Regions from separate parts of the Zea mays genome. Here region 1 is linked to region 2. Evidence: chromatin contacts called from public Hi-C data. All regions are on one chromosome and are shown on one strand. Each heading gives the region's core, a stretch centred on a gene start, on an enhancer-like site or on the middle of the called end of the contact. The rest is flanking DNA. Distances are from core to core; before and after follow the strand shown. Region 1 has its middle 63 kb from the start of LOC100383747. Region 2 holds the start of LOC103640618 (Core-2/I-branching beta-16-N-acetylglucosaminyltransferase family protein).

Region 1 (2,700 bases), core at 30-2,529, 380 kb before region 2:
GAACCAACGGTGGCTTCATACCGTGATGAACCGTTGAGCTTTGGAGTACACTTAATGCGCCTCGCAATTTCCCCATCCTCAGTAAAGGCAGCAAAAGTTAGCAGCAGCTCCTCCTTCACATCCCTTCAACACTCGCCCGTTCCGTGCCTGGAATCTCTAAGACTCCTTTAGGCTTTGTTCGTTTGTGCCGGATTGGTGGGTCGGAACGATTTCTAACCGGATTGCTTCTCTAATTTATATAAACATTAATTAGGGCTTGTTCGGTTATTGATATTACATGTGTATTGGAGTGTATTGAGTGGGATTGGGATGAATTTTGACTTGTTATGGATTTAAACCGGCTCAATCCCAGCCAATACATGTGGATTATCACCAAAACGAACAAGCCCTTAGGTGACGTTCGGTTTTCACGGAATGGAGGGCTAGAACAATTCCTAGCTGGTTTTCTTCTCTAAATTATATAAGTTTTGATTAGCTGGAACAATTCCAAGTCCATTCCTGAACAAACGAACAAGCCCTTAGCTGGAACGATTCCGGGTGCAATCCAATATAAACGAACAAGGCCTTACTGAGCTCTCTGTCCTGCTGCTTCTCATCACCTTTGATAATCAGATTAGTCTCAACATACGAACTACTTATCAATGCAAGTCCTTGTTTTGGGCCGGTCAAGTTAAGTGAGATTCATCCTACACAAATGATTACAGCATGCTTAGTTAGGATAAATGGCTCTGCAATCCAACTAGAATAAAATAGCAGCCACAATTAGCATAAGATGTTGCTAAGAAGAAACAGTACGTGAATGTTCCAATGCTATAATACTATACTACTGTAGGTCTCTCGTAAGGGTAGTTTTATCATCAGAGTGATCAGAAGCTAGATTGCTCTGCTTCCGCAGTGTTATTATGTTTGATGCCGTATCCAAACCACATGACAATATTGCTCTCTCTCCAAGAGAAAAGAAAAGAAACTGGAATGTATTCTCATTAGATAGTATAGTTGGATTCATGTGTAAATTATCTTACCATGCTCCATAAGACAAAAAGGAAAAGTTCCATCAATACTTTCAACACCATACAATGCCTTCGCCCAACAGTTAGACAGAGCAAACGTAGATTAAACGTATGTGTTTAATAAATATAAAAGTATAAGAAACAGAAAAAAAAAACAAGGAAGACAAACAGAAAAAAAAAGAAAATAAGGAATACAGACATCGGACTACTCTTTCCTGGCCCATGCCACTACAGCCCAACACGTGCCCTAAGCTGCTAAGGCCCTACAGCCCTCCGCTCCATGGCGCACCACCCCTACTCCGGCTACGTGCTTGATCCTGCACCAAAGGTCGAGCCGAGGGCAAGGGAAATCACACCTAAACAAACCATTTTGCAATCATACCCACGTTTCTCCTCTGTTTTCTTCGTCATCTATGGGTTCAAATGTTCACCTAGCGTTTAATTGAACGTTTAGGGCCTAAATGAGACATTAGGGTCAGTTTCACGCCTCGTGATTAAACGTAAGTTTTTTTTACATTGACACCATAAGGGTTCAGACGAGAAATGAAGACGCATAGTCGCATATGAGTATATGACCTAGAACTAGAAGTTGCATTATTCATCTATTAACTAGTCTCTATGTACATGTTAGATGGAAAGATGGGAGTTTTAAAGGAATTACAATATACCTTTGTTTTTCATTTGTTCTCAAATGCTATTAATAAAGAACAATGCAACACAATTGTTAATGGTTGAAGACCTTCGTGCTTCAGAACATTATTTCCTCTCGGATATAATGATCTTCAGACGAAGGTCATGAAGGACACACATTTATCATTTTACAATATAAACATGAATATTCATTTTACAATATAAACATGAATATAAGTAATAAAATGAAATAATACGGAGGAATGAAGATAATATTTGTTATATATTTATGATTCATTTATATTCATTAAACATTAATAAACATTAACAATATTCATATTACAATGGTACCTTCGGCTGCCGGAAGGTGGGAGAGCGAGAACGACGCAAGAGCGATTACAATCCACCGTGAACAGTACGGGGTACTATTCATTTATTTATATGCACGGGACGAGTCCGGGTAAAATTACATTCATGCCCTTGAACATTTGTTTACAAGTAACTAAAACTAATAAGGTCCATCTAGTCTTTTTTCCTTCTCTGCTTGGTCTGGGCTGAAGCCATTGAGTTTCGGCATTCTGTATTGTCGCCTCTACACAGAGTCTTCATCTTAAGGGGACATACCTTGCGTTGGTTGCCACAACAAACCATCATGTGAATCAAAATGGTGCAAGTAATCTTTGAAAGGGAAATGTGCCTTTGCGCCATTTCTATAAATGTTTTGGTGATTAGATGACCAACACAAACTACTTTAGTTCATAAGTGCTAAGTGGTTGAAAGATGCATATCAAAGAATCAAGGTATGTCCCCGGCCTTAGTAAATTGTTTTTTGGATACTAACATATTATCTAAGTGGTAGGAATCTTGTTAATTCAACTGAGATTGGATTGGAGAAGTCTGGCTAAAAGTAGCCAAAGATGCACCAGCCTGTGGTGCACCGGACAGTGTCCGGTGCCCAGGCTGGCTCGGCGACGAACTCGTCGCTCTCGTGAATTCGTCGAGGGTGCTGCGGCTATAATTCACCGGACTGTCTTGTGAGCCAACGGCGCCCGCGACCAAC
Region 2 (2,700 bases), core at 194-2,693:
TTGGATGTGATATGTATGGTGGTGGGGCCGCACGCGGGCGTGGGTCCTAGGGGAGGGAGTCGACTAGAGCTTCCTATAACTATTTAAATCACTGGGCTCCAAATAACCATATATATATATAATCCATTGCGGGTACATAGATTTGCAGGTATGGTATAACATTTTCATACTCATCGGGTTGAGAATCAAACTCGTACCAGTGGGTACAAACTCACACAAAAACCCGCACTCTATAGGGTTTTTACCTGCGAGCATGTGGGGTAAAATATGCTCGTTGCCATCCCTATTCTAGGTATATGATGTAGGGCGGACGAAGCTGATCTGTCGTTGAAGCAGTACAAAACGAAGGACAGGTGAAACTAGCCTTCGGGACAGAAGCTTCGTCTGTAAAAGTGTGTAGCGAAAGTGCGGACTGAAAATCACCAACTTTGATGTGAGGTATGCTTCGAGTACGAAGTCTTAAAGACAAAGAAGATGAAGTCTTGAGCGGCAAGAACGAAAAAATAAAAGAAAGTGTTGACCTTATGTCATCGATAGATGAACATATAATATATGAAACCGTTTATCTCTCCTATAAATAGATGAACGGTATCATGTATAAATTCACTTTTTTGGGGAGTCTTAGATTCGTTTTGCTTAGCCTTCGGAGGTGAAGATATGTATGTAACTTCATTTGATACGAAGGAAGAAAGAAAGAATAAAAATGTTAAGGTATACGAGATGAGTCATGTACTTTATCACTTATTTTCATAACATATAATGTTACTTCGTTCATATTTCTTTTTATAAGAACCTTCGTCCATCTGTTCTAATGTTTATAACTTGTGTTGCCTTGTTTTCTTATGACATGTAGCAATCGAAAATTGACGTGAAGCAAGCCAGGATGGACGTGTGGGTTTTAGGATGAAAACGATAATCCGAACTGTTAGAACAAATTTAATATTTTAAAATAGATATGCATAAAATTTAATGTTGATCTTTTCTTATATTATCAAGCACATTAATACACATATGAATAAAATATTACACAAATTGTTTTATGTATTATTTGCTCCCTACAACACGAAACGTTGAAAAAATTACCGAATTTATTTCCGAATCCATACCGAAGTTTATATCTATTATTTGAGAAAATATAGGATGAATTTGAGGTTTACCTTTTATGAATCTTTACAAGCTGGATGTTAAAAACAAGAATACAAATTTGTATTGTAGATTATATGTCCTATTTATTCGCAATCAAAGAAAAACGACTAAAAAACTGATTACCGAATAAATACCGTTTCCGACCGTTTTCATCCCTACTGGGTTTTGCCATGACAAGCATGAAGCATCATCAGCAACCGCCCCCCCCCCCCCCCCCCCCCCCCCCCCCCCCCCCCCCGCGGCGCCTGATGACTTGGTTTTAATGGGCGCGTAAAAGTTCACGCCCAGCCGCGGCCTCGCCTGGGCTGCAGGTCCATCCGGGTCCGATGCAGCACGCGCCACCCCACCCTTCGTCTCCAGTCTCCACTCGACCACTCCTACCTCCGCTTTCCTCCCCCCTCCGTTTCTTGACCCATGCATGCCCGCGTTCTCCGCCGCCGACGTGCCATAAACACGCTTGGTTGGAATTGGATCACCTGTAATCGTGCTTGCCACCTATAAATGCCTTCCATAAACCGGCTATGCTCAGCCCTATAAGTATATTATACTGTAATAATGACGGTAGCTCACAGCAATTCACTTCCCCATTTGCGCCAAATTTCCTCCTCGTCGTTCCTTCATCACCCCTCCTGGCCTGACCGCCTGAGCTGAGCCAGAGGCCTCGGTCGGCCGCAAGGCCGACGATGCCGCCGCCGTACATGCTTCTGCTCTTCGTCCCGGCCGTCTTCGTCTTCTTCCTGGAGCCGCGCCTCGTCCCGCCCCGCACGCTCCCGGCGATCCCGGACGCCGACGAGGCGGAGGACCTGGCGCTGTTCCGCCGCGCCGTGCTCCTCTCCTCCTCCTCCTCCTCCTCCGCCCACCGGCAAACGAAGCAGAAGGTGGCGTTCCTGTTCCTGACCAACTCGGGCCTCGCCTTCGCGCCGCTCTGGGAGAAGTACTTCGCGGGGAACCACGGCCTGCTCAACATCTACGTCCACGCGGACCCATCCACCCCGCTCAGCCTCCCGCCCTCCGCGCGCTCCTTCCACGGCCGCGTGGTGCGGGGCAGCAAGGCCACGCAGCGGGCCTCCGCCACGCTCATCTCCGCCGCGCGCCGCCTCATCGCCGCCGCGCTGCTCGACGACCCGGCCAACCGCTTCTTCGCGCTGCTATCCCAGTCCTGCGTCCCGCTACGCCCTTTTCCCGCCCTCCACCGCGCGCTCGCCGCCGACCCCAATCACCGCAGCTTCATCGAGGTCCTCGGCGCCGCGCCCACGCTGCGCGACCGGTACAGCGCGCGCGGCGACGGCGCCATGGTCCCCGAGGTTCCGTTCGAGAGCTTCCGCGTCGGGTCCCAGTTCTTCGTGCTCGCCAGACGGCACGCCGTGGCGGTGGTCGGGGACAGGCGGCTGTGGGGCAAGTTCCGGCTGCCCTGCCTCGTCGAGAGGCGGCGCTCGTGCTACCCGGAGGAGCACTACTTCCCGACGCTGCTGGACATGCTGGACCCCGCCGGGTGCGCCGGGTTCTCGCTCACCAGCGTCAACTGGACCGGCTCCTTCGACGGCCACCCGCGCA

The links. A called contact is a pair of places that touch in the nucleus more often than the background predicts.
Region 1: a Hi-C map of tassel shows a contact between it and region 2, with 3 times the contacts expected there. The contact joins the enhancer-like site here to the promoter of LOC103640618 in region 2. A contact is called at or near these places in 2 of 25 Hi-C or Micro-C datasets (ear and tassel).

The regions. Positions count from the first base shown.
Region 1 is chr1:179,501,885-179,504,584 of Zm-B73-REFERENCE-NAM-5.0, reverse strand. No RefSeq gene overlaps it. Among protein-coding and RNA genes, the nearest start is that of LOC100383747, 63 kb to the left of the region's middle. Within about 2 kb of position 1,279, at least 10 of the 20 cell types and tissues checked have an H3K27ac peak or open chromatin away from gene starts, as enhancers often do. A contact at or near this core is called in ear and tassel, where this site is marked.
Region 2 is chr1:179,121,973-179,124,672 of Zm-B73-REFERENCE-NAM-5.0, reverse strand. It overlaps LOC103640618 (Core-2/I-branching beta-16-N-acetylglucosaminyltransferase family protein), which reads left to right and starts at 1,443. Exons shown (of 1, transcript XM_008664034.3): 1 at 1,443-2,700. The coding sequence starts at 1,830.